Regions from separate parts of the Mus musculus genome. Here all the other regions are linked to region 2. A link is a contact called in public HiChIP or PLAC-seq and promoter capture Hi-C data. All regions are on one chromosome and are shown on one strand. Each heading gives the region's core, a stretch centred on a gene start, on an enhancer-like site or on the middle of the called end of the contact. The rest is flanking DNA. Distances are from core to core; before and after follow the strand shown.

What was found. Promoter capture Hi-C pulls out the DNA fragments that hold promoters and counts their contacts. HiChIP or PLAC-seq counts read pairs in DNA pulled down with a chosen protein or histone mark. Capture Hi-C pulls out chosen DNA fragments and counts their contacts.
Region 1: a contact with region 2 is called in a promoter capture Hi-C map of neural stem cells. The contact joins the promoter of Rexo5 here to the promoter of Vwa3a in region 2. A contact is called at or near these places in 13 of 39 promoter capture datasets (the 3T3-L1 cell line, 3T3-L1-derived adipocytes, the C10 cell line and 9 more), 1 of 115 datasets of contacts at active chromatin or transcription factors (bone marrow-derived macrophages) and 2 of 9 other capture datasets (adipose tissue and liver).
Region 3: an H3K27ac HiChIP or PLAC-seq map of embryonic stem cells shows a contact between it and region 2, with 3 times the contacts expected there. The contact joins the promoter of 4930505K13Rik here to the promoter of Vwa3a in region 2. A contact is called at or near these places in 1 of 39 promoter capture datasets (second pharyngeal arch cranial neural crest) and 2 of 115 datasets of contacts at active chromatin or transcription factors (both in embryonic stem cells).
Region 4: a contact with region 2 is called in a promoter capture Hi-C map of adipose tissue, with 2.3 times the contacts expected there. The contact joins the promoter of Dcun1d3 here to the promoter of Vwa3a in region 2. A contact is called at or near these places in 5 of 39 promoter capture datasets (the 3T3-L1 cell line, the C10 cell line, cranial neural crest and 2 more), 1 of 484 Hi-C or Micro-C datasets (adipose-derived mesenchymal stem cells), 1 of 115 datasets of contacts at active chromatin or transcription factors (large pre-B cells) and 1 of 9 other capture datasets (adipose tissue).
Region 5: a contact with region 2 is called in a promoter capture Hi-C map of hippocampal neurons, with 2.2 times the contacts expected there. The contact joins the enhancer-like site here to the promoter of Vwa3a in region 2. A contact is called at or near these places in 12 of 39 promoter capture datasets (the 3T3-L1 cell line, 3T3-L1-derived adipocytes, the C10 cell line and 7 more), 10 of 484 Hi-C or Micro-C datasets (B cells, adipose-derived mesenchymal stem cells, cerebellum and 7 more) and 2 of 115 datasets of contacts at active chromatin or transcription factors (astrocytes and fibro-adipogenic progenitors).

What each region holds. Positions count from the first base shown.
Region 1 is chr7:119,790,428-119,796,169 of GRCm38.p6, reverse strand. It overlaps Rexo5 (RNA exonuclease 5), which reads right to left and starts at 2,048. Exons shown (of 20, transcript NM_001370778.1): 1 at 1,959-2,048; 2 at 1,668-1,794. The coding sequence starts at 1,790. It overlaps Eri2 (exoribonuclease 2), which reads left to right and starts at 2,112. Exons shown (of 9, transcript NM_027698.5): 1 at 2,112-2,252; 2 at 3,672-3,739; 3 at 3,822-3,905; 4 at 4,942-5,069. The coding sequence starts at 2,230.
Region 2 is chr7:120,737,135-120,742,607 of GRCm38.p6, reverse strand. It overlaps Vwa3a (von Willebrand factor A domain containing 3A), which reads right to left and starts at 3,051. Exons shown (of 34, transcript NM_177697.3): 1 at 2,665-3,051; 2 at 2,478-2,579. The coding sequence starts at 2,497.
Region 3 is chr7:120,153,047-120,158,640 of GRCm38.p6, reverse strand. It overlaps 4930505K13Rik (RIKEN cDNA 4930505K13 gene), which reads right to left and starts at 2,526. Exons shown (of 3, transcript NR_130979.1): 1 at 2,449-2,526; 2 at 2,191-2,316.
Region 4 is chr7:119,893,478-119,899,047 of GRCm38.p6, reverse strand. Dcun1d3 (DCN1, defective in cullin neddylation 1, domain containing 3 (S. cerevisiae)) reads left to right here and starts at 3,303. Exons shown (of 3, transcript NM_001163703.1): 1 at 3,303-3,490. It overlaps Lyrm1 (LYR motif containing 1), which reads right to left and starts at 3,187. Exons shown (of 4, transcript NM_001285959.1): 1 at 3,158-3,187.
Region 5 is chr7:120,122,551-120,127,868 of GRCm38.p6, reverse strand. It overlaps a transcript of Zp2 not described here. Among named protein-coding and RNA genes, the nearest start is that of Zp2, 20 kb to the left of the region's middle. Within about 2 kb of position 3,183, at least 53 of the 459 cell types and tissues checked have an H3K27ac peak or open chromatin away from gene starts, as enhancers often do. A contact at or near this core is called in fibro-adipogenic progenitors, hippocampal neurons, muscle stem cells and 2 more, where this site is marked.

The DNA of each region.
Region 1 (5,742 bases), core at 799-3,298, 950 kb after region 2:
TGCCATATCCAGGGATCCATCCCATAATCAGCCTCCAAACGCTGACACCATTGCATACACTAGCAAGATTTTTGCTGAAAGGACCCTGATATAGCTGTCTCTTGTGAGACTAGGCCGGGGCCTAGCAAACACAGAAGTGGATGCTCACAGTCAGCTATTGGATGGATCACAGGGCCCCCAATGGAGGAGCTAGAGAAAGTATCCAAGGAGCTAAAGGGATCTGCAACCCTATAGGTAGAACAACATTATGAACTAACCAGTACCCCTGAGCTCTTGACTCTAGCTGCATATGTATCAAAAGATGGCCTAGTCAGCCATCACTGGAAAGAGAGGCCCATTGTACATGCAAACTTTATATGCCCCAGTACAGCGGAATGCCAGGGCCAAAAGTGGGAGTGGATGGGTAGGGGAGTGTGGGGGGAGGATATGGGGGACTTTTGGGATAGCATTGGAAATGTAAATGAGGAAAATACCTAATAAAAAATATTAAGAAAGAAAGAAAGAAAGAAAGAAAGAAAGAAAGAAAGAAAGAAAGAAAGGAAGGAAGAAAGAAAGAAGGAAGACTGAGCAAGTCCTGAGGAGCAAAGTGGTAGGCAGTCCTCCTCCCTTCCTGGCCTCTGTATCAGTTACTGCCTCCTGGCTCTTGACCTGAATTCTAGTGAAGAATTGTGAATAGGACTGTGATCTGGCTATGAGAGCTGAGATAAACCCATCCCTAGACAAGATGATTTTGGTTATGAGGTCATGGTGTTTTATCACAGCAATAGAGACCCTAACTTATACAATGGCCTTGAGCTAAGGTTAGGTATTTACTATTAACCACTTTTTTGAGTTTCTGTTCTAGGGACTGAATTCTGGGCACATGCAAGGCAAGTCCTCTATTACTGAGCCACACTGCTGACTCTTAGCCACACAGTTTTGAGAAATTTCTTTGTACTACATCATTTCTTAGAACTTTTAAGTGGGGATCACCATACTCCCATTTTACAACAAAGAAATGAAGAAAGAGGTTTAAAAGCCACAGCGGGAATGCAGCCTCCGAAGATCAAGCTTTTTAATCTCTGGACTACCGTTTCCAACCCAGGGGACTTTACAAACATCCATCTGCTTTCTAACCATCCCCACCCTAATCTATATTTTTCCCTATCAGTCAGTTATATAACCACAACTTTAACATGAGAAAATGGTTCAGGCTAAGTGCATTTTTAAATATGTAATGAAAATTTTATATTTAAAATTCTCTTTTCGATGAAACATTTAAAAATACAAATACTAGGGCAAACATTCTTATTACTGGTATCATTCCTCCATCTAATCATTTCCCCAGGATAAATTCCCCATCAAAATGACCATTCATTTTTACTTCTTCATAAATATTGTATAAAAACAAGAGAATCCTGTTTAGGTGTGCATGGATATTCCTGAAATATTTTGTTATACGGATCTTAATAAATGTTTGTTAAATGAATATTCTGTGTACCAGACACTAAGTCAGTTTTAAACTATGGAGAGAGCCTGGACGAGGTGGTACAACCAAGGGAGCAGAGTTGAGTGAGGTCAGTGGGTGAGCCCTTACCCTTCGGCAGGGACCCTTCGGGTGCTGGCGAAAGTGACTCCCAGCCACAAGTGACTTCGGGCCAGCCTGCTGGGCTCTCTCCTCTGCTCACCTTGGCTTGTGGCTCGCGGTCCTGAATATGCGAAGGAGGTCCATCCCGCTCTGTAGCCGAGGCCGAGGAGTTCGGGGCCTCCTTCCTCTTCCTGGAGTTCGCCTCCTCCTTCTCTTGCTCCATCAGGCTGTAGGGGAAAGATCAGCTGGAGCTGAGGACCCCGCGGCGACCAGGAAACCGTGTCGCGGCCTCTCTCCAGCAAAGCGCTAGACAGGAGTGACGGTTGGTTTGTCTCTTGAAGCGGCTCAAACCAGTTTACCACTCTTGGCCCTCGCAAAAAAGGCCACAGACCTACGCCTCCTTTCCTCAATTTAAGCCGTCGCGAAGTTTAAAGCGCTCCCTGAGGCGCGTCGTGCGCAGAGCGAGGGGCTCCCGGTCCTCAAGCCTCTGTCCACGCCCCCGGGTCCCGAACCGCCCCCTATGCAACGCCCACAAACCGCTGGCGACGGCCGCCGCCGCTCTACAAGCGCCCGCTTCCCTTGCCGCGCCGGCGTTTAAACAGACCGGAAGTGGGGGCGTCCGACTTCCGGCCGTTGAACTCTGCGAAACCCAGGGTCCGGGGATGGCGACCAAGAGACTGGCGCGGTACGTTAGGGGGTTCCCCTTAGGGTGGGCGGTGTTCATCCGCAGTCGTTTGGTCTGGATCTGAAAAGGGCCCTGGTCTTCTCGGGCCCCACGTCGCCATTCGCGACAAGTTGGAGGAGCCCGAGAAACCCCGGGTCCTCCCTACCGTGGCATGCTCTATCAGGTCTGTTCATTCTAGACCCCTGGGACCTGGAACGTGACAGCTCTGCACACTGTTCTCAGGCAGGTGCCACTGCGCCCAAGTGACCTGCCTAGTCCAGTTTTATTGTCAGAATTACCACAGACTCTCTCAGGTTTTTTGGGGGGGGGTGGGGGGGAATATGCTGTGCACAGATTTTTGGATGCGTTGTACACATTTGTTGAGATTGTGGACACAGTATCAAACTTACCAGGCATAGTGGAATGGACCTACAATACCAGCATGGAAAGTTGGAGGCCAGCCTGGTCCTCATGGTGATGTTCAAGCAGGCGATGGCTAAATAGTGAGACTGTCTCAAAACAACAACAAAACCAGATTCAAAACAAAACCCCTATCTGATGTATTAATGAATAGCATAGGATTCAAGCGTGAAAAGTCCTGTCAAAGGTTAACATACTATGGCCATCTTTAGGCAAATCATTTACTTTTCTCTTGCATAAAATACAGGTTGCAGACATGTCTACCACCTAGAATTGTTTAAAAGAAGTCACCATCCTAATTAAATATTTGCTGAAGAAGTGACTAGTAAATGTTAGTTTTTCATTCCAAATCCCTACATTGGCCTCACGTCTTGTCTTTTTCAAATAGCCAAAATAACTATTCCAGGTGTCTGTCTACTTAAAGTTGTATTCGTCATCATTTGGGATCTTCCCTTCTTTGGACTGCAGTGTATTGCTGTTGGGAGGTTTGTTTGTTTTGTTTTTGTTTTTGTTTTTAATCATAGATTACCTTTCAGTAGTACTCTGGTAATCTTTCTCCCCTCCATTTTTAGAGTTTAAGCACAGGCATCATCCCCTTGGTACATAGCAAAGGCTTGAAAAATACATCTTTATAGTCAATTCCTCGGTACTACTATAAAACGTGAACAGGTAAGAGTAGTGTTTGTGAAGCCCGCTCAGGTAAAATGGACACTAAACTCAAGAGAGGATGGCCATTCGCACAAGGACCTAGGACTTTTAAAGTCTAGCCCTCCTTTCCTTCAGTCAGTATGCAGCTGTTGTTTGAGGCAGGGTCCTGCTGTGTGCTGTAAGCTGTCCCTCAGTTCAGTTTGGCCGTGGCCTGCTGACTGCTGAGCCTCCAGGTGTGGGGCCCTCACACCCAGCTCCACTTACCGTACATTAGAGATGATTTTGCCATCTGTTTGGGGCTATTACTTTAATATCATATTCTAACTGCAGTGTAAATGAGTTTATTGATCTTCCTGTGTCTTGCATTTTTAGGCGGCTTGGATTAATTAGGAGAAAGTCAGTTACACCAGCAAGTGGAAATCCAGGAGGGAGCAGATTGAGTAAGTCCCACGCTTACGTTACAGTTTGAAGCCTTGCCCTTGGAACATCGTCGGAACCTAAGAACACTGTGGTCTTTTGCAGAACAGTTGTATGCCTACTTAATTGTCGTTGACTTTGAGTCTACCTGCTGGAATGATGGGAAGCACCACAGTAGCCCTGAAATAAGTGAGTGTGGATGGCCAGTGGCCAAAGCTAGTGCTCTAGGAGTCTTCTTAAACATCCTAGATATAAGCCAGCCAATAAGAAAACAATGCTGTAAGCTCGTAGTTTAATATAAAAACTCTGACCTACAAAAGAATAAAATACCAAATACCTGAATGTGATTATCCAAAGTAGCTAGTTGTTTTAAGATTACATTTAAAACTTTGATTAGATACAACTGGAAAAAAAAAGGCTTTTCAATAGTAAAGTATATTTTAATTCATGCTGTGTTCATGTTTAATTGTAAAACAAAATGGGCATACTTTTGATATTCTGACTTATTCCATGGCACAGCTTTATTATAACTTTGCTTCTCACTGCTTTGGGTATTGGAATAAGCTTTTAAGGGAATTGATTTTTTAATGATGCTATTATGAAAGCAGTGTATGTTCAGGATAATTCACATATTCAGACCTGGTATGGTGCAACACACCCTTAATCCCAGCACTCAAGAGGCAGAGACAGGTGGATCTCTATAAATTTGAAACCAGCTTAATCTCGATCAGTGGTTCTCAACCTTCCTAATGCTGTGACCCCTTAATACAGTTCTTCATCTTTTGGTGACCCCCAAACTTAAAATTATTTTTATTGCTACTCACAACTGTAGTTTTGTGACTTTTATGAATCATAATATAAAATATCTGATATGCAACCCCTGTGATAGGGCCATTTGAACCCCAAAGGATATGTGACCCACAGATTGAGATATATTTTGTTTGTTTGTTTTCGAGAGAGGGTTTCTCTGTGTAGCCCTGGCTGTCCTGGAACTCACTCTGTAGACCAGGCTGGCCTCAAACTCAGAAATCCGCCTGCCTCTGCCTCCCAAGTGCTGGGATTAAAGGCATGTGCCACCATGCCCGGCTCAAATTGAGAACTATTGATCTATATAGGTTTCCAGACCAGCCAGAAATAAATAAATAAGTACATAAGTAAATAAATAATAAACAATAAAAAATAAATAAAATATATTTAAGTATTAACCCATGGTTCTTTTATTTAGTTGAATTTCCAGCAGTTTTGTTGAATACAGCAACTGGAGAGATTGAATCTGAGTTTCATGCTTACGTTCAGCCTCAAGAACATCCAATTCTTTCTGAATTTTGCACAGAACTGACAGGGATAAAACAGGTATGATTAAAAAAAAAGCCAGGTATGATGCAAATTTTAGATACTCAAAAAGTCAGTTTGTAAAAGAAAAATAAAAGCTACATACCACTTGAAATTAAGTTGATTAGGTGTTAGGAGAAATGGTGTCCCCTCTAAAAGTCCACTGCAGGGCTGAAGAGGTGGCTCAGTGGTTAAGAGCACTCACTGCTCTTCTGAAGGTCCTGAGTTCAAATCCCGGCAACCACATGGTGGCTCACAACCATCCTTAATGAGATCTAACACCCTCTTCTGATATGTCTAAAGACAACTACAGTGTACTTACATATAACAATAAGTAAACCTTAAAAAAAATAAATAATATAAAATAAAAGTTCACTGGGATCCTGAAAAACTCAGAAAAGCCCTATAAACATAAAGGTCAAGGGTTGCAGCTCACTAGGAAGGGGGAAGCCAGGGGTTGACCTCCAGAGAGAGTTTATTTTACAGAGCTAATAATACAACTCACTGTCTTTTATTTCTATGAAACTTTAGTTACCAGCCTTGTTTCTGTTTCCATGGTGAATTCAAGTCGGCGCTATTTCTTGCCTGTACGCGTTAAATCTTTTTACTAGGTAAACTTTGTCAGCCAGAACCTCCTCTGTGTTCTGTCCCCCACAGTGCAGAGCTGTAATAAATGCTCAGTGGCTCAGAAGTC
Region 2 (5,473 bases), core at 1,802-4,301:
ACCATTAACCCACAGAGCCTGCTACCCACTGGGTTCCTAGGCCCTTTGCTGTCAACTCGTGTAATATGCCTGTCCCTTGGCTTTAAATCTTTTTTTTTTCCATAAAAATTTTTTTTATTAGATATTTACTTTATTTACATTTCAAATGTCCCCTTTCCTAGTTTCCCCTCTGAAAACCCCCTCCTCCTATCCCCTCTCCTTTCCCCCTGCTCACCAACCCACCTACACTCACTTCCTGGCCTTGATATTCCCCCCTACACTGGGGCATAGAGCCTTCACAGGACCAAGGGCCTCTCTTCCCACTGATGACCAACTAGGCCATTCTCTGCTACATATGTAGCTGGAGCCATGAGTCTCACTCTTTGGTTGGTGATTTAGTCCCTAGGAGATCTGGGGGTACTGGTTAGTTTATATTGTTCCTCCTATGGGGCTGCTAAACCCTTCTCCTTGGGTACTTTCTCTAGCTCCTTCATTGGGGACCCTGTGCTCAGTCCAATGGTAGGCTGTGAGGATCCACCTCTGTATTTGTCAGGCACTGGTGAAGCCTCTCCAGAGACAGCGATAACAGGCTTCTGTCAGTAAGCACTTGTTGGCATCCACAAAACTGTCTGGGTTTGGTGATTGTATATGGGATGGATCCCCAGGTGGGGCAGTCTCTGGATGGTCATTCCTTCAGTCTCTGCTCCACATTTGTCTCTGTAACTCCTTCCATGCGTATTTTGTTCCCCCTTCTAAGAAGGTTTGAAGTATAAACACTTTGGTCCTCCTTCTTCTTGAGTTTCATGTGGTTTGTGAATTGTATCTTGGGTATTGGCTCTAAATTTTATCACAAGGAAAAAGTCTACCAGATACCTTCAGATGCATTCTGGAATTTCAGAATGTGGAGTGCAGTGGAGAATTCCAGAATGTCCCCAAGGACAAACTGAAGTAGATCTTCTATGAGAAAATACTTTTAAACTACGAGGAAGAAACTTTCAAACAATGCCGTCGTCCTTGCTAAGTCTAGTCGTGCTTGCCATTAACCTCAGCAGTTAGGAGGCGGAGGTAGGCAGGTATCTGTGAGCTGAGGCTGCCCTAGTCTATTTGTGAGTTCCAAGGCAGCCAGAGCTACATAGTGAGACCCTGTCCTGGAGGAAAAATGTAAAAAGCTATCCTCATAACTCACGAGACCCTAGGGCCCCTCCGATAGCCTGAAGGGATGCCTGTTCTTTCCGTGGGAGGCCTGGATCGCCCCCAGTCAGTGCCCACCCCTTTCCCTTCCAGTGCAGGCTCTTATCTGAGGGTTCCAGTTAGTCTTGGCTTTTGTTTTCCAACCTCTGTGACCATGCAGGTATGGAGTTCAGCCAAGGGAGCGGGGTACATTGCGGATGCACTGCCCTGGGTGACTGGGGGGGGGTACCATAGGAGAATGAAGGGATCCCATGGGCAGATTAGTGTTTTGATCAAAGCGCATTGTTATGAGAGTTATTGGATAAAAGAAGTCAGCTACCTTCCCAGTTGGTTAACATCTGAATCTAAGAAACTCTCAAATATTTAATTCATGAAAAGCCCATAGGCAATCTAGAGGGCTAACATTTTTTATACTTACTTATGTATTTATTTAGCGTATGTGTGTGTATGTGCGTATATGTGTACCTGCAGGCACACGCCACAATGTACCTGTATTCAAAGGACAGCTTGGAGGAGGTTCTTTCCTTCCACCATGTGGGTCCCAGGAATCAACAAGGTTGTCAGGTTGATGACAAATGCCTTTATTTGCTGAGCAAGCTCATTGACCCAGGGCCTGTTTATTGTTATTGTAGATTTCAAATTTTATTTTTATGTGCATGATTTAATTTTTAAAGAAGATTTATGTACTTAATGTTTGAGCATCTCACCTGCATGTATATATGTATGTGTATCACGTGTGTGCCTGGTGCTGGAGGAGGCCAGAGGAGGGCAGTAGGTCCCTGGAAACTGAGCCTGGGTCCCATGGAGGAGCAGCCGGTGCTCTTACCTGCTGAGCCATCTTCCTAGCGCCTAGGCCTTGTTATCTAACTACAGTTACTCCACTGCTCCTGTGCAGTCCATGTTACCAGAGTGAGCCATCGCTCTTGCATAGAACCCTGCCAAGTTCCTGGTAACTCTGGGACCCAAGAGTTACCAAGGCTCACCATTCTTTCAGAACAACTCCTTGCTTCTCAACCCCACCCGTCACCCGCTCTGCTCCTTGGAAACCTCTACACACACACACACACACACACACACACACACTTCACTAACCATCCTCAAGCTGTGCTTACTTCTACAAACATCCTTAACCCCCTGTCTGCCAAGAAACCCCAGAATCCTACGTGTTACCCCACAGTGGAAACTCTATGGAAGTCCTGCTGTCTCCACACTGTTTCAGATCCTCAGCACCAAGTACAGAAATCTTTCTCTTTTGGCCAATGCTCAACCATTCTCTCTCCCCACTTGCCAACCCTTGTGACACTCACCTCCATCTGCATTTCTTCATTTACATCTCCATCTTTGGGAGAAGGCACAGCAGGACCTCTCTGCTCCAAGCTCCTCCAAACAAACGCTATAGAGCAGCTTGCCTGTGAGATAAGTGTTAGCTGGTCTCCAAGGTAACAGACTGCACCACGCCAGCTTGGGGCAGGGAAAGGCAAAGAGCTTGCTCACCCCAGGGATAAAGGGGCTCCTTGACTGTTGCAAGTCCCTCTGTCAGGTTAATCTGTGTTTCTTTTCCTGATAAAGGCAGGATGTGACCTGCTTTTCTACTTTTAGAACCTCTGGGTCAGCCAGGTCTATGTATGGTTTAGGCCAGTGGAGCCCTGTTGCCTGCTGCCTTCTTGTGGCCGGAATGGAGGAACAATGCAAGGGAAGCCCAAGAGCCTTCCTCTTCAGTTCCCCTGAGGATTGGGAAGCAGCCCTAGGAGATCTGGCAGCACCAGGCCAACGCCCAGCTGGAGTCAGCAGGTCAGTGTCTCCGCAGCCAGGTGCTACAAAGGTCATTCACTCCAGCAGTTCCCAAACCCAGGGACTCAAGAGGACTCACCTGTGTGGTCTGGTCTCATTCAGGAGAGTAGCCCGGGATTGTGCTGCAGTGCAGCAGGACCCTTTAACAATGGCCTCAAGTGATTGTGATGTAACTAGCACTTGGCACACAGTTTCACACTCCTTGGCACCTTTCTACAGACACAGAGATGAGGGGCTCCACCCAGGGTCCCCCAGCTAGCAAGTGGCTAAGCTCTTCTCATTCCAGACACCCTTAAGTTGGTCTTCATTTCCGGAACCTTTTGCTCCGGAAGCTGGAACTCCGGTGACTTGGGGACTTGTCTTTGAGGTGCTCATTCCAGGCCAGATCAAAAACAACCAAACTTCCCAAATAGAAAATGGTAATTGTCAGGCTCTGTGGGTTGCAAATGCCCTGTGCAAATTCAGGGCATGTAGCACTCTTGCCAACACCAACAAGGCGGGCAAGGGGCAGGTCAGAAAGGCTTGAGGGGACGACAGGATGACAGTGCTATGAGATGTGATGTGAATGAAGGTCAGGAGCACATGTGCCCATCTTGAGGGGAATCCTAGGTGGGAGGTCACGGGTACAGAATTTCAAGGCCAGCTTATATTCTGTGAGGCCCTAGATACAAGGGTTGGGTGGGGGTGGAAGCTGGTTAACTTTTTGGCATTGTTTTTTGAAACGTAAGGGTCCCAGAAAGGCATTTCCCCATCTCCCTTGCTTCTGAGATACACAGGGTTTTCGGTGTTTTGTTTTGTTTTCCCTTTTTAACATTTCAAGGGAAGCCTTCTTTCATTGAGCCCACTAAGCACATTCTGGATCCACCTGAGCTACAAGGAAAGCCAGGATGGCTTATGGAGACCACAGGAGAGGGAGAGGAGAAAGCTGTGTGTCAGGCTTGTGATGTGCAGCCACTCCTGCCTCAGCCACCCAAGGGTAGGGACTGCAAGCACACGTCACCACACCCAGCAGCAAACCTTTTGTAGATCTCTAGAGTGTGGCTCTTGTTGAGTATCAAAGCACAACAGGGATGTCTGTTTTCCTTTCCTTTGGTTTTAGTTTTAGTTTTTTGAAACAGGGTTTCTTTGTGTAGTCCTGGCTGTCCTGGAACTCAATCTTGAACTCAGAGTACTGAGATGAAAGGCATGTATGTCTGTCTGCCTGGGTAGGTGTATCTGTTTTCTTACCATTAGTTCTTTGGAGCTGGTAGGGTCTGTTCATCCCTCTCTGGTCACTCTTTTAAAAGCTCTCACCTGGTAACATCATGGGATGTATGTTGGAGGGATTAACTTGTATTTTCCTTTATTGCAAACGGAGCAGGTGCTCCTTGTGAGGTGGAGAAGCAGCATGAAGTCAACTGCGTTTTAAATTCCTGACTAAGAGAGGCTGCCAAAGGACGGGAGGAGGGCAGGGGAGGGATGTGTTTAAAGTCAAGCACAGGGGAGTGTACCGAGCTCCTGTGAATTAAGAGAAACTCAAACTAGCTTAAGGTGGGGGGTGGGGGTGAGGAGGTTTTGGCCAAATGGTCTCCATGCCTGAGCTCTCTTCTGGGATGGCTCAATTCTCAGGTCAAGGCTCCTCAGGTTTGGCAGGGATATCCGGGCCCAGCAGCACCAATTTCTGCCCCCATAACCTAGCAACTGATAGAGCTTTCTTCCCAGGAGCTCCAACCAAGTCCTAAGCTTGGCTCCTTGGTCACACGCTACCATGTTCCCTGAACCAACTACGTGACTGACTGTGGCTGCTGTTTAGCTCTGCAGGCAGGTGGGCTCAGGCACTAAGCCATATGAAGAAAGGGGCAGGTTTTCCAAAGTTTTGCTTTTTGTCTTTGTGTTTTATGCATGCACACATGGGTGTTCAGAGGCTAGAGGAGAGGGTCAGGTGTCTTCGTCTATCATTCTCTACTTTCTTTTAAGTCTAGCAGTCCTCCTGTCCATCCCCCATAGCACCAGAGTTTACAGGCTTGCACAAGAGCACACTTGGTTTGTTTTGTGGGCACTGAGATCTGAACTCAGGTTCCTGTGGTAGCACAACAAGCCAGTTAACCAGAGCCAACCCTTCTCACCTTGATCTTTGCTTTTCTCCAGAAGACAGATATCAAGAAACCAGACTGTGAAAATTAGAAGTAGTAGAGGCCTGCTTCATGCTTGGTAGCAATACCTTGGTGAGATGGTAAGACCTAAAAGGAGATGAGATGGGTCACTGGTACCCATGGGAATTCCTAGCTCACCAGTTTGTCATACCCCACATGTGGGGTGGACACAGGAAGGCCACTGTGACACTCAGCATGAGACACCTGAAGTCCTATTAGCATATGTGTGGACAGAGGACAAATAGATCCTTTATTTGGTTACCTTAGTAACTAATGTTTCCTACCTCCAAGGAAGAAGAATGCGGTTGGTTTTTAAGTGCCCCTGGAGGAAAATGGGGAGCAACTTGTTTGGTGATACCTCCCTGGGGGTTCAAATCTTG
Region 3 (5,594 bases), core at 1,277-3,776, 580 kb after region 2:
GACTTAAGTATCAGGCATGTGACTGTGACCTTGGTCACAGCTGTCTTCTACTTTTCTTCCTATTGGAGCCACACCCTGTCACCACACCTCTTTACAGTGCACTAACACCAGAACAGCTCAACTCAGAGGACTCTCCTGCCTGCGAGGGTCATGTGCCTCCTTGCTGTTACTGCCCTTTGTCTCAACACTCCAGGCAGGTGGCCTGTTATCCAAGACCTCCACTGCTGAGGTATTTGAAAGACTCTACCCAGACACCACGTGGAGTACCTGCCTTCCACCGAGCAATCATTGGCCACTGTCAACTGCCACTGTGTTTATGCTTCAGCTGCCGTGCCTGACACACCAGCCACTGCCTGACTGTGACAGTGGATTGTGCTGACCATAGAGTCCAATCTTGGCCAAGAGGAGCCAATAGACACAGGAAGAACTTACCTACCCTCTGTCTATGAAACAGAGCCCTGCCAACCCTGTGTGTGGAAGAGAAAGGAAGCAAAGATGAATGAGTGGTGTTTAGTACTTCCAATCTACTCCCAAGAAAAAGCCACGTTAGCAAATGTAAATCAAATGTCTTTGTTGTTTTGAAAATGTATTTTGTAGCTAATTGGGAAAGAAATTAAACGGACCGTGTGGCCTAGAAACACATATTTCCAGTAATGAGTTTGGCCTCTGTATCTAAGAAATCTGGTTTCCAAAGCAGACTGAGTTTGTTCTTTGAGGCTATTCACGACTGATTACTGACTACTATTCATGACTAATTACAGAAGAAATGGGTTTTGGTGGGGAAGCACATCCTGTGAAATAAAGGGAAAGAAAGACGGGAGGAACACAGCTGTTAACAAGATTACCCCACCTAATGAGGATCTTATGAATTTTAACGGATATGAAAGCAGTGAGATAAAGGGGGCTTAAAGGGATAACAAAAGTGCCCTTGTTGCATGGAAAACCCACAGAGCTGGGCCAGGGCAAGGACAGCATGGCCAGCAGCTTGGTACATAAACTTGGCTTCTGAGAAATCTTGAGAGAAAGACACAGTCAATGCCTTGCCCAGAAAAGGATGGATGGTTTTCTCTTTAGGATGCTAATAAGTCTAAACTATTTGGGATGGGATTTCCCTAATCAAAAGCGATCCCAGCATCTCCGCTGCTGATTTACACACATACATCTCATACAGTGAAGGCCTTGGTGACATTATTCCATTGCTTTAAAAACACAGACACAAGCAATGAAGGGGAAGCATTGTCTTCATTTTTTACTTTTTCTTCTGCAAACAAAAACACTGATGAAAATATTTAGGTGGATAAGTTGCCTGTTGAAATTGTAATGCCCCTCAAGTATTGATAGAGCTTAATTTAGTCACATAAGTTTCAAGCTACTGAAAGCCCCATTTTTTTCTGCCAGAAAAAATAAAGACAGAATTGTTATTGTACCATCTGGTTTACATGAGGAATCTCTTGGCGTTTCTTAACAGCACATTTTATAAATGCCAAATCCCAGATGGCATACATTGTAACAGTGGGGACTTTTCTAAAGGCTTCAAAAAACAAATCCTTTAAAATTTGAATACTGGCTAGTCTAAGCAAGGACAATGAATTTAAATTCTAATGAACGAGCTGGCTTTGTTGGCAGGACAAATTCCCCCCTTCCTTTCACATTTTTTTCTCCTTCCTCATTTGTCACTGGCCTTATGACCTGGAAATTTCAATCAACAGCATTCTGCCACAAGTGAGTCACTTATATAAATCAATGACCTGAGCCCTCACTCAAAGCTCCAACTCAAAGCTCTAAATAAACTGCAGAAACAATGGTGACCCTGAGTGTCTGCAAGTCTACACCTGTACTATGGGGCTCACAAACAGGCCCCAAATCAGGCTTGAGCACCGAAGCAGACCTCACTGGAAGAACCAGGGTAAGGGATTTATCACTACGACTTTTTTTTTTCCTGCACCTGATACAAGATGCAACTGAAGTCAGCCATTGGGAGTGGGAGTGTACATGAACCATAAAGAGAATGGAAAGCCCAAAACCTAAAACAACTAGAACCAGAGAAAACAGGAACCCCTGTCCACCCCCTCTCCCCTCCCCCTCCCCTCCCCCCTCTTGTCCCAGGTCTTACCTGAAACTGTGATGATGCTGACCTCTGTAGGATAAGCCTCTGCCTCCTGGGACCAAGCTTACATGCATCTGACTCACCTGACTCCGAATTTAGCAAGGAGGAGCTGCAGCTGCTAACTAGATGAACTTGCATCTTGGCCACAATCCACATGGTCTCCATAATGCTGGGAATCAAATGCCCTTCGTTGGTGGTATAAACATGGCCTGTGGGTGTGTTTGGTTTAGTGGGTGTAGGATTTTAAAGATATTATATAAGCAAAACACTAATCCTTAAATTGAAGAAACTTAATAGACTCTGGGTACTTATGATGAAAAGCTGACGGGCATAGCAATGACCTTTGCTTGAGCTTTAACAGCACCGGGGCTTCCCAGGCCCGTTGTAGTCTTCACTGTCCCGGGCTGGAATCCTGCTCTGGTGGGCAGTTAGTCAACTGTCAGTTTTCACCATTCAGAGAAAGCTGTCTCCTTACATCCAGCCTACTTCACACACAGATTCTGGGGGGTATCAAGGAGCACTGTCAGATGCCTTATAAAAAGTTGTTTTATTTCATATTTTTACCAGCTAAACAGCTTATTATTTTTTATCGTGAAAAAATGCTAACACTAATAGGCCAAACAATCCTCCATTCTCATTTTATTTTCTCATTTTTGTCAAGGTAAACACGGTGCTATTATCTATCACCGATGACAGCTTCAGGCAAGAGGTGCAACTTCAGGGACTAGAACTTTAATTTAAAAAGCCACAAAGGAGAAAAAAAAAAGAACAAGAACAGGAGGAAATCAGACAGGACAGACCTGGAGACAAAAAGCCTCATTTTGTAACCCAAAGCCCTGCCAGACCTTAAGCTGACTCCAGAGGCTGGACATTTAACATCAGAACTAGAGGAGATGGGAACCCATGGAGGCCTCGAGTGAGAAGGTAGAGATGAACACTCAATAAAACAAGGCCACCCACACCAAGACTGAGGAGGCAGGACAGAAAGGCAGGAACATTAGGGGATGCAAGGAGGGGAAGGAACCCTCCCTCTGGACTCTCTCAGCAGCTGAAACTAAGGAATTCCTGCACAATTGACAAAATGAGCTGTTACGGTCACCTATATGGAAACAATATTCCTTTTATACAGAGATCTCACATGAGGATGCTAAAGTGGCAATGAGACATGCTTAGGGCCTAGGCATGTGTGATGGTTTGTATATGCTTGTCCTAACGAGGGGCACTATTTGGAGGTGTGGCCTTGTAGGAGTGGGTGCGTCACTGTGGGTGTGGGCTTTAAGACCCTACTCCTAGCTGCCTGAAAGCCAGTATTCTGCTAGCAGCCTTCAGATGAAGAGGTAGAACTCTCCACTCCTCCTGCATCATGCCTGCCTAGATGCTGCCATGTTCCAGCCTTGATGATAATGGACTGAACCTGTAAGCCAGCCCCAAATATATGTTGCCCTTTTTAAGACTTGCTTTGGTCATGATGTCTGTTCACATCAATAAAACCCTAACTAACACAGCATATAAGACCTTTCTCCATTCCTGCAACCTCCTGAAAATTTCACAAACAAAACTATACGTTTCATTAATAGGAAAAATAAAAGTATTTTTAATTGAAAATAGATTCTTCTTTCATATCCCGACCTCAGTTTCCTTCCCTCCACTCCTCTTCTCCCAGATCCACTCCTCCTCCATCTCCACTTCAGAAAAGAGCAGATCTCCAAGAAAGGACAGCCAAACTTGGCAAAGCACGATACAGTAAGACAAGGCAAAAAGCCCTCAGATAGAGGCAGGACAAGGCAACCTGACAGAAGGAAAGAGTCCCAAGAGAAGGCAAGAGTCAGAGACATACTGCTCCCATTGTTAGGAGTTTAACAAAAACACCAAGCTATCAGCCATAACATATGCACAGAGGAGGTGGTGCAGGCACTCACAGGCCCCATGCTTGCTTGCCACTTTAGTCTCTGGGAGTCCATATGAGATCTTAGTTGATTTAATGGGCCATGTTCTCCTGCTGTCCTCTATCCCTTCTGACTCCTATAATCTTTCCTCATCCTCTTCCATGAAGTCACCAGATCTCCAAGAGGAGAGACCTGACGAAGACCTCCAAGTTAGACTCTGCATGTCTGGCTGTGGGTCGTTGTATCTGCTCCGGTCTGCTGCCAGAGGAACCCTCTCTAAAGACAACTGGACATAGCACTGACCTATAAATATAGCAGAATATCATTAGGAATCAATATTTATTTATTGACTGGCATGTTTGGTTCTACCCTAGGTCTCTAGGCTATCTAGTTTCTAGTTCCTACCTATCCAGGCAGTGCAGGGTATGGGGTCCCTCTTATGCATGTGTGCCTGGGCCTCAAGTTAAATTAAACATTGACTGGCCATTCCCACAAGTTCTATGCCACCATTGCCCCAGCACATCTTGACAAAAATCCAACAGCCCTTCATGATAAAAGTCCTGGAGAGACTGGGGATATAAGGAACATACCTAGACTTAAGGCAATTTACAGCAAGCCCATAGCCAACATCAAATTAAGTGGAGAGAAACTCAAAGCAATTCCACTAACATCAGGAAGAAGACGTGGCTGTCCAGTCTCTTCATATCTATTCAGTATAGTACTTGAAGCTCTAGCTAGAGCAATAAAACAATAGAAGGAGATCAAAGTGCTACAGACTGGAATGGAATAAGTCAAAGTATTTGTAGATAATACGATATATACATAAATGACCCTGAAAATTCTACCAGGGAAACCCTACAGCTGATAAACACTTTCAGCAAAGTGGCTGGATACATGATTAAAATAAATAAATAAATAAATATTTGCAATTCTCCTATATCAAATGACAAATGGACTGAGAAATAAATCAAAGAAACCACACCCTTCAATAATAATAATACAAACTATCTTGGGGTAACTCTAACCAAGCAAGTTAAAAGACATACATGATTAAAAACAAAAACAAACAAAAAAACCCTTCAAGTCTTTGAAGAAAGAAGTTGAAGAAGCTATCAGAAGGTGGAAAGATCTCCCATGTGCAAGGAAGGGTAGAATTAACATAATCAAAATGTCCATCTTACCAAAAGCAATCTACAGAGTGACTTCAATCCCCATCAAATTCCCAACATGATTCTTTGCAAGCCTTGTAAGGACAATTCTCAACTTCATACGGAAACAAAAATCCAGGATAGCTAAAACAATGATATGAACGATAAAAGAACTTCCAGAGTATCACCCTCCCTGATCTCCAATTGTACTACAGAGCTTTAGTAATAAAAAACACATGGCACTGGCATAAAAACAGACATGTTAATTAATGTAATCAAATCAAAGATCCAGACATAAATCCACACACCTATGAACACCAGACATTTAATAAAGAAGCCAGAAATACACATTGGGCAAAAGAAAGCATCTTCGACAAAAGGGGTTAGTCAGTCTGGGTGGATGCATGCAGAAGAATGCAAATAGGCCCATATTTATCACCCTGCACAAAACTA
Region 4 (5,570 bases), core at 2,054-4,553, 840 kb after region 2:
AGCTTTTGGCTGCCCTGAAACTTTGAATACAACTTACAGAAATCCTCTTGCCTACAAAAGTTAGCCAGAGATGCTCAAAACCAGTTATCCAAAGTCAGGTGTGTGACAGATATAAGGGAGAAACTGGGAACAAGCCAATGGTAGAGACGACAATTCTCCAGCAAGAATCTTCGCCCCTTCAGAGCAAGTAGGAAAGTCAGAGAGCCCACACACTAAATTCCTCCTTTGTGACATCTTGTAAGAAACTAGATTAGAAAGTTGCACAAAGTCTTAGGTGGACATTGGGTGTGTCCTGCCACACCTTTATTCCCAGCTCTGGGGAGTTCAAGGCCAGATTTTTACAGATCAAATTCTAGGACAGTCATGGCTACAAAGAGAAACACTTTTGTTTCAGAAGAACAAAAACAAACAAGGTTTTGGTGACAACACTGGTCACAGCTGGAGATCTCTTGCATTTGACTTTACAGCCAACTATTTGAAAGACAACAGCATTTTGCACCAGGGACCTGTTTTTAGAACATTCTCCAAGGACTCTCTAGTTACCAACTGAGGAATTTTATTTATCAGTCCAAATGGCTCCTCACTAGCCTGTCCCAAGAGCAGAAACAATGATTGTCTGGCTTTACGAGTGAGGAATGATTGGCACTCAGAGAGGCCTTAATTTTTTTTTTTTCAGTGTTTCAATCCAACATTGAACAAAAGAACAGTTTATGGTAAAACTCTTCTGTCTGATTTACCCAACAGGGCAGAGACCAGCCACATGCAGCTACTGAACATCTGGAATATGTGTCTAAGAACTGTTATTTAAACTTAGTCACATGTGTTAAGTAGCTACATACAGACAGCAAGGTTCTCAGGTCAATTACAAATCAAATGTCAGCTTGGGAGTGGGTGTGAGGGGAGATGCTTATGGCTCACTTGGGGCATAAGCCACAAACAAAGGATAAGCAACTCTGCAGTTTCAGCTGTGTAGGATTCTAGGAACCTCAGACTGGTGTTGCCAGACTGTCCGATTTTCCTAATGAAGCCAAAAATCTGGATTCTGATGTTCAATTTTTAAAAACTGGCAAGCATAGTCTAAGAAAGAAGAATTTAAATCATGCTGCGGGCTGAACACTATGCTTGCAGGCATTATCTGTCTTGCCAGCTTGCAACTTTTAATCTAGGCCAACCCTATCAATTCGAAGAACAGGACCTTTTCCAAGGCCACCCAGCAGATCCAAGAATGAAACCCAGCCCTTCAGATACCCTTTTCATTGAGATTCACTATGTGAGTGGCATCGGTAGCAGCAGGGACAAAACTCCTTTTGTAAGAATTCCAAGGCTGAGATGGGTGTGGTCGTGCACACCTTTTAATTCCAGCCCTCCAGACAGGGAGGCAGAGACAGGTGGATCTCTTGAGTTTGAGGCTAGCTCGGTCTATAACACATGAGAAAGAAAACATGCACAATCACACAACAAACCAAACAAGAATTCCAGGGCTGGTATCGTATAAGGTGTTCCTACGAAGATATGACAAAATAGATCCCAATGGGCTCATGTAAACCAACATTTATCAAGGAAATCAGGAGTGCACACACATTCTTGTACACCAAGTCCAAAAGCTTTGACAGCTGGGAGAGCAGGAAGAGATTTGAGGCCCTCAAAAGGTGACTCTCACTGATTGTGAGGGTGGATACTATTGTTTAACGATATTAAGGGGGACTCCTTATTTTTGAGGTGTTCTTATTGAGCTTCCTACTGGCTTGTACCCTTCTTGGTGGTCTCTAAATGTGAGATCTAAAGAATTTGGGGCTCTTTCTCATCTACTACCTATTCCAGGGTCTAGGAATAAACCCCACATTTATTATCTCCAACCATGACTTGTCTTCCAGCTTGTCCGTCTCATTTCTGGACATCTTCATGGGCTGTAAAATGACTCTGGACATACGTTCCAGAGAGCATAGGAGATTCCTTCCCAAACTGTTTTCTCTAGAGAAACATCTTTGGTTTCACATTCTCCCATACATTTCGTATCCAGTTCAGCATTCAGTCTGGAATGCTCAAGCTCCCAAATACATTATGAATCAATTCTCTTAATTTCCATGTTTCCACCACTGTCATCTCTCATGGCCTTAGCAACAGCCCTTTAACTACCTTCTTTTATCCAGCAGCAATTTTTTTAAATGTAAATTAAGGTTTGGTCATTCATTACACTTCAGGGAAGTAATACAAAGGCCAAAACCTTGCTATTTCTGCAACTCCAAGACTTCTTTCTCGTCTGCCTTTTGTTTAAAATGTTACCCACAAGGCAGTTCCTTCTCCCATTCTCTTTTCCTCTTAAACCTGGAAGAGGCCTTCTCACCACACCATTCAGCTTCTGGGGCAGCTGCTATTCTCTGCATTCATTTACTTATTAATGAAAAGTTCAGAAACAAGACTTCCTTCATTTTGTCATTTGCTCATCTTAGTAATGAAACTAGCCTTCATCATCACCTGAAGTCTGATTCCTACATCCGGGATCGTTTGGGTGGCCTTTCTCAAGGCCAGCACCTCTCCAGCCTCCTACAACTGCCCCGTCGCCTTCCATTTATAATCGAAAAGTCTGAAGGGTCCCAGGCAGGATCTCTCCCACGTGCCAGTTCCCTTAGGCAGGTCTCCCGAGGCCAGCAGCGATGACACCAGTCGCCCTCGCGAGGCTGGGGTCATACAGGCGCGTCTCCTAGCAACCCCACACCGGCATCTCATCCCTGGCCCTGGGAAGCCAACCCCTTTCCCCAGTCCCCCGCGACTGGAGCCGGCGTCTCCATCCTTACACTCACTCAGCGTCACTCCTGCTTTTCCCCACCCACAGGAGCCGGCTGGGAAGAGGCGGTGCCAGGAGCTCTGCCGAGCCTTGGCCACACCGGGCTGTATCCAGCAGGTCCAGTAGGCCAGGCCGGGCCAAACCACCGGGCGGACCGCTGTGTTAGCATGAGGCCCAGGTTAGAGGTCGTCTCAAACCTCCTGAAACTTCCAGATTTAGCCGACTCCCCGCCGCACTCAACAACTGAGCTAACCTCCCTCTCCTCCAGCCTTCCCTTTCACCCTTTCGTTATCCCCTTGCCCCATTTCTAGTCAGAAAATGGCCTGGCCCAGCTCCTAGCCCACCCTCCGCCGCTCCCCGCCTTGCCCTTACTTGGAGACGGCTTCGGACGTCCTCGCGTACGTCGTGACGTCACCCTCCTCGTTCCTGTCCCCGCCCCTCTCCCATTCTCTCCCTCCTCGAGCCAGCGGCCGGCGGGGTTACCGGAAGTGATGATGCAGGAGGCAATGGAGGGGGCGGGGCTTCGGGGCGGCCGCCGCCGGTGGGCTGCAGATGAGGAGGAGGCGGCGGCCGCGGTGGCAGAAAAGGCGGCGGCGGCGGGGGTAGGGAGCCTGGAAACGCAAGCGGGGATGGTAGGTAGTTTGGACCCGCCGGGCCGCCGTCGTTTCCAGAAAGGGTTTGACTGGAGGAACCTCTGGAGCAGCTGTGAGTTTGGAGGGGGGGAGTTGAGGAAAAGGGGGGAGCGTTGAGAGATGAAGGGGCGGGGGTTCGGTTCCTTCGAGAAAGGGGGTGGTGGTGGAAAGGGAGGAGTGCATATCAGCGCCTTGTCTGGACTGGTCCCTCTGGAAGAAGAGGCTGTGAGGGGAGCCTGTGGCTTGTCAAGCGCAAGGCTCCGAAAACTTACCTACTGTCCCTGCCTGTCCATCGCCAGCACCCCTCAATCCCGGGCCTGGGGACCTGGGGCTGTAGATCCCCGGGGAGGGTCTGCAGACTCTGAGCTGAAAGTCCAGGGTAAGAGCCGTGAGGTAGGAGCCCAAGGGGGAGGTGGTGGGTGAATCTGCAGCTCCCTCCCTGATTTTTCTCCCCACCCCCATCCTTTTCTGTAATCGTTAACAGCTCTGGAATTAAGGGGCTCAGACCTGAAGGCCTTTCAGTGCACCTTTGCTATAAACGATAACCATCTGTGCCTGAGGTAATGGGGCTGGAGGGTTTGCCTATATCCTGTTTAGGAAGTGGGACGGGATGACAAATGTATTGTTTTTTCCATCCCCATCTCTTATCTCCCCTCATACACACCTCTGTTTCATACTTTAATTCTCTGTGGTTAAGTGGCAGTCGTGGACACCCTCTCCCCTTTGTGGCACTTAGTACCTCAGCTACCTCTTTTGAATTTGGTGTTCAGCCTCTATCCCAGCTCCTAACTGCAAGCTTTGTAGTACTTCAGTTATGGTCTGTGTCACATTGGGGAGTACCTCACAACGCCGCCTGGCTCCCGATTATAATGAACATTTTCTTTTATGAATACTAGAATTCCAGAGCTCTTCCAAGGCATCATAAGTGGCTTCATAGCCCAGGAATCAAGGTCTCTCGCTCTAAATACTTTATATGTGAGGAATTTACATGTTGTCAACTCTTTCCAAAAATGATTTGATGTTAGGCTAATTCTGGATTTCTGTGTTTCTCTCCACCCACACTTCATGATGCACTTCAGAGAACAGAAAACCCTATATTACTGTTTTTGTTTCTACAGTTGGACAATAGCTCTTTTATGCCTGTCTCGATTTGTATGTCTTACAATCAGCTTGATTTTTTTATCTTATTTAGCCGATGCCTTGTGTATAGGTGGTCGTAGAAGAGACAGTGTGATATGTGCTTATGCTTTTAGCAAAACACAGTGCATAATGGGTATAGAAATGTCTGAAAAAAAAGAAAGACTGATTGGAAAGAACTCTCTCATATTGTTTAAAAAACAAACAAACAAACAAACACCCCATCATGAGTAAGTAGTGCCTCTTCTAGGCTGTCAGAGATTCCAGAGTGAAGTGTTAATGAATCTTGTTTTGGTGTTGATACATTTTAAAAGAAGAAATTCTCTGTTAATTATGGAACTGTCTTTTAAGAAACTTTATGCGTTAAGAAAGAGTGCGAGATTTTAGGGGTCCTTTGACTAGAAAGTGCAAACGTGTTGCTCTTTAACTGAATTTGTTGTGCAGTATCACTAGGCTTATCATAGCAGATGTTCTGATGGTGGGAAGAGAGTCCCATCGCATTTATCAGGGCCCGATAAAACAGAAGACTTGACGCCTTGATTGTACAAGTAATGATGTTTATTACAGAAATATAGCAGAAGAGTTACTGCTAGCTGTCTCACTTTAATTCATTTGGAACCTAGTTTGTCATTCAATGACAAGTCCAAAATTCATTCAAACTGCTATTAAAGTGCTAGCCAGTGTTTCAGACAGTGAGTGTACAAAGGTGAACACAAGCAAAAAGGGTCCTCTCTCAAGGAGTTTATCAGAGTGGGAGGTGAGGACAGAAATGATAAATCAGCAAATCTGATTTTGATTGTCAGCAAATCTGATCTTGATTGAATGCTGGAGAAAAATGAGTGATAGGCTAGAGTGTGTGCCTGGAACGCAATGGAGGGAGACCTTCCTGCTTAAACAGAACTTTAAACGAAAAGGAGCCAGCCATGCAGAGATGAAGGGAGAACTCTTGGAGGTTTAGGGAACAGCTTGTGCAGAAACTCACTGGAATGAACTTGGCAAGTTCTAGGGACAAGAGA
Region 5 (5,318 bases), core at 1,934-4,433, 610 kb after region 2:
CCATAGGATGATTGTGTTTCCTTTAACAGCAGCTGTGATGGGGGTGGGGCAGGGTCTGCTACAGAGAGCCAGAGCCTGAGTAGCCTCTTAATCCAAAACCTGATCTTAGCCAGAGACCAGACTTAGACATTTTAAGGCCCTGAAGAAGGGACCTACCTGATATTTAACCCTTAGGACTCTTGGAGGGTCTTCAATTGTAGCACTAAAAGATCCTCCCTTTGTGAATAAACAGAAGAACACCCAAGAAAGGAGCTCTGGGGCAGAAAGTATAGGGTTTAATCAAAACAGATCTGCTTCCCCCCAACCCCCACCCCGCCAGACTTCCCTGCTAAGAGAACCTTGCCTTTCTCTTGGCACAGAATAGCATCCCTCGGGGTGTGTTTCCTGACTAGCCTAAGATAAAGCCTCCCCCTGCCTGCAGTTTAGAGGTGAATGAAGTCTATAGTTGCATATAATGAGATTTAAGAGGAAAGTAGTAGGGGGGTGTCTCTGTCTTTCCTTCCTATCTTATACAGCATAACACACACACACACACACACACACACACACACTGTGCCCCCTGCTCTTTCTGTCTGCTTTTGAATGTGATTATGGGACATTGTGATTCCTGGAACTGTAGCAGCCCTCTTGTGTCCAAGAGGAAACAAACCTAGGGACACTGGGAATGAAGGGGCAGAAACCTAAGGGACTGAGATCCTTAATGAGTTCCTTGTGTGGCCCGAATCAACCCAAGAAGCACTCATCTCTGGATTTCCCGTTTAGTGGCAGATTAAGGGGTCTTGATTTTAAAAAGAAACATGATACTTATTGCTTGAAGAGCTCCAGGACCTGCAAAGATGAAATTACTCCTTTCACTTTTCTTGTCTTTTTCTTTCAGATGCTAACGAAGTGTGCTTTCCCTGGTGCTGTGGTACCTTTTTCTAAAGCCCCCTCCCTACCAAGTAGCTGATGATCCACCATGTGGTCCACCTCTATTCTGGTTTAACTGAGGTTTTCCTGTCCTCTTCTCTCTGTTCTCCTCCCCCAGGAAGCTGCTGAGATTTATAGCTCGCCCACCTTGCTGTTTGTCTTTAAACTCTAATAAAATTATCCTCTGGATTAAACAAAGAACTTCAGTTTTTACAAGAAAGCCCATGTAACAAATCTTTAAAAACAATACATATAAAACACACAGAAAAATACATATAAAAACATTTAATTAGTATGTTTCTTCTGATTAATAAGCAAATTGTATAGTCAAAAAATAAGAGTAGCTTTCACTTTGGGTGCAGCCCTTTCAAAGCCTTAGAGGACCAGATCTGCCTGTGTCTGTCCTTTGATTGTCACCAATACTTCTGCGGGGAAGAGATTTGATGGGAAGTGTAGCTCACTTGTCCCATCTTAGAGAAAGAAGCTAAAGGAACCTCATAAAGTTACTGATCACACAAGGCCCCTTTCCAAGGCTGTACAAGCTGGAACACTGGAGGGGAGACAGACTCTTTCACAGAGATGACTGTTTGGGCAGTGAGCTCCAGGGATGCAGCTGATGTGACTCTCGCCACCCACACTGAGATGCGCTTTTAAATGATGAAGTTGCCTTTGAGCTGCCCAGGCTCCTGCACACAATCCCTCATCCTTGCTCCTTTAAGTGGCCCCAGTAAATGCACAGATTCACCAAGCATGGCTATTTTAATCATGATTCTTGGTCTGCCATTAGACTACAAGTTAGACAGACAATAGGGGGGCCACAGATAAATAATAAAGATAGCAAACTTCTGGCTTCTTCCTTACCATCCTGACCTGTGAAAAGGACCTAGCAGCTTGAGACAAAGACCTAGAGGGCTTCCTTTCTGGCCAGTAATCCCCCAACACACACACACACACACACACACACACACACACACACACTCACAGGCATACACGCACGCACGCGCACGCCCGTGCCCCTCTCCTGAAGCCTGAGGGGCTGGGGGCTTTAAGGGTCTTTGGTTAGCTGGAATGGGGATGGGGTATTCTCCTTTCCTTAATTTAGAGTTGGTCAGTTTAAACAAAGGGATGCTGACAGACCCACAACTTTGTTTAACCAGACCTTGAACTTATCAGACTGGTCTGCTGTGTGTGTGTGTGTGTGTGTGTGTGTGTGTGTGTGTGCGCTCTCGAGCTCAAATTTCCTTACCTTTAATAAAATTCTTTCTTCACCAGCTGAGTCTCAGATTTCCTTTGCTGCTTCCCGTTGTTCTCAAGTTTTTTTTTTTTTTTTTTTTTTTTTTTTTTTTTTTTTTTTTTGCCTTTTAATTCTTTAATTGGCAGAGAAAACGAACCCAATCCAAACCCCTAGAAGTAACAGTTATGTCATATCTGAGAGTAGACATTTTCTCATGTTTCTCCAGATAAAGTCACACCACACTCTTATAGAAGAAGCCATATTAGTATAAAACCTACACATACCTCATTACTTAGAATAGTGATTTTAAGACCTAATAACTGTGAGTGCTATGTAAAGGCTTGTTGTATCAACTAGGAAATAACAATAAAAAGCCTGTGAATGTCCAGCACAGACACACTTTTCTTTCAGATACTCTTCATCCATGCTTGGTTGAATCCAAGGACACAGAACCCACAGAAACCAAGGACCAACTATGAAAAGAAGCTTGGTTCAGACCAGATAGTACTGCAGTGTCTTAGCTCCTGAACTCAGGAGCCAGGAAACATGACACAAAGTCAGTGCTATAGACTGGAGACTTGCAGCATGGCCCTGGGTCAACTGTTGTCCTCCCTGGGTCTCAGGCTTGCTGATGACATCAGGGATGGTGGAGAAGATGCTTTCCACCTGGCTTCTCGGGGAGTAGACAGTGCCAAAGCTCACACTGTGCCTGCCACAGTCAAAGCAGGGCCAGTCACTCAGTCGCTCTGCTTTCACAGCTGGTCTGTAATCTGGTGGCTGGCTTCAGTTGGCTGTGATGTTGGCTCCCTCTACTGGCTTAAAAACAAACTTCGGGTGAGTGGGGGAGGATGGCACTTTCTCTCTCTCTCTCTCTCTCTCTCTCTCTCTCTCTCTCTCTCTCCATCTCCAGGTGGAAGCTACAGCACCCATGGTTTCAATGGAAGCCACAAAGAGATGGTTTTTGACACACTGCTATTATGGGCACTACTCCATGGGAAACTAAACATTTACAATATGAAACCAGTGACCCCTGGAGCCATTCTACGTAACAACAAAGGTCATGGACACTCTGCTGCCTGGGAACTTCACATGCCTGGGAACACATACCTACCCCAAAAGACCTCAAAGGCAGGTAGAGGAACTCATACTGGTTCCGGGGGTGAGTTTTTCAAGCAGGCAACCTGTGTTTGAGTCCCACATCCCAAACTGCTCTTAGGCAGCCAAAGATCTCAACCTTTACACTTCCTCCCCTTTAAAGTGGACAGGAGTTTGCACTGACTGGAAGCATGCAGACTGGAGACAGCACTCAGCACACAGCAAGTGCTCAAAGCTAAACAAAACAAACTTTTCTGGACAGAAAGGTAAAATTATTTACTGTGTAAAGCTAAAGTTCTCTTGCGTGGGCCCTGGTCGCCTTTCCAGTGAGCTATTCTTCAGATTGTGTATAAAAGGCCAGCAGCTTCTATGGCATGAGGCTAAGTTAACCTAGTCTTGATTTAGATGCCGTGCTTCCTGGATGAATTCAGAGAGTCACTTAATCGCCAAACCTTGGCTTCCTTTCTGTGAACTAAATGCTGATGCTTAAGAACAATAAGCAGGCCGAGGAAAACAATTGGTCTGCTCATGAACAGGAGGGTCTAGTGCTTCTAAGTGCTGTGGAAAAGCATTTGAACTTGGCTGAGTCTGGAGCAAGAGTGTTTACATAATCAGAAATGTGTTTTGAAAAGCTCTTGCCTAGTAGCTGAGAAGCCTCCCCGGACGGGTTGCGCAAAGCACTGTAAATATGCCCAAATCTTGTGTCCCAGCTGAGACCCTGCTCTAAGCCAGCAATCTACTTGGAACATCTTCTTGGTGTCAGATGACATAGCTGGACTAATAGGGGCAATCTGGGATGTAGGCTTTTCCACATAGTCCCCATCTCAGGAAATAGTATCACTAGCTACCACCACCCACTGGTTAGAGCTAAATATCTAGATGTCAACTTTGTGTTCCCCTTTTCTTTTCCACCTACACCAACCAACCAACCAACACCTCTAGATGTCCACACAAGAAAGATCTTCATCCCCTTCCGCCAAGTGTAAGCCAAACCCACAGCCATCCCGTGTCCCCAGCCTTTGCAGATTCTTAAGTGGCCTTCCTGTCCCCAGACCTTTGGCTGTGAGTCACAACAATCCTAAATCTGATCTGGGCGTAGATTACAATATAATCCAAATATAATCTATACTATACAGAGGCTGGAGCAGAAGGAGCTAGAATTTGAAGTCATATTTGACTATATAGAAGTCATTATAGAAGTTCCCTATCAGGAAGAAGGGAGAGAGGGAGGAACTGGGGGGAGGGAGGGAAGAATGAGGAAGCAAGTGAGTGAGTGAGGGAGGCAGAGGGAGAAGGAGAGAAGGAAAACAGGGAGGAGAAAAGGGGCAGAGGGGAGACAGGTAAACAGAAAAAAAAAAAAAGTAATGAACACCTGGATGTCTGACCACAGCATTTTTCCATATAGGAGCCTGCAGTGCCTCCCTCTCAGTGCTGTGGTGTGGATCTCTGTTCCTTTTCCACTCTCATTCTTTCCATGCCCAGCCACACTAAGTTCTTTCCTGCCTTCAAGACTTAGGGCCACTGTGCCCCAGGAACACCTCCCACCATAGCCAGAGCCACACCTACAGCCTGTCATTCTTTTAGTCACAGAGCTATACCTACCTAATCTCTGTAGTTGCAGTGGCCTCATCTTTATCAGCCCTTCACCTCTATTCTGTGCACTCATCACAGTCTCTTACAGATGCTAGGGGAAGCCGTGACCCATCTCTGGTTCCCTTGCCTTCTCCTTAGTGTGGGGCATTCCCAAGACTTACTTCTAGAGAATAGGAACCATGACAAGATATATGTGATTGTGTATACACATGGCAAGAAATGTAATTCATGTAATTGCTAAGTCTCTTCTCCTTGGTGTTTTGAAAACAAGAGACTGTCACTTTGTGAGCTGTCACAGGAGACAGACATGTAGCAAGGAACTGTGGCCCTCAGTCTGTAGCCCTCAAGGAATTAGATGTGACCCGTGGCCATGTATACTTGGATGTAGCTCCTTCCCTAGACATGCCTCAGAGAAGAATCCAGGGCAACTCTGCTAAAATTGCTATGTTCTTTTATGCCAATAGTTGTTGCAGGTTATTAATCAGTA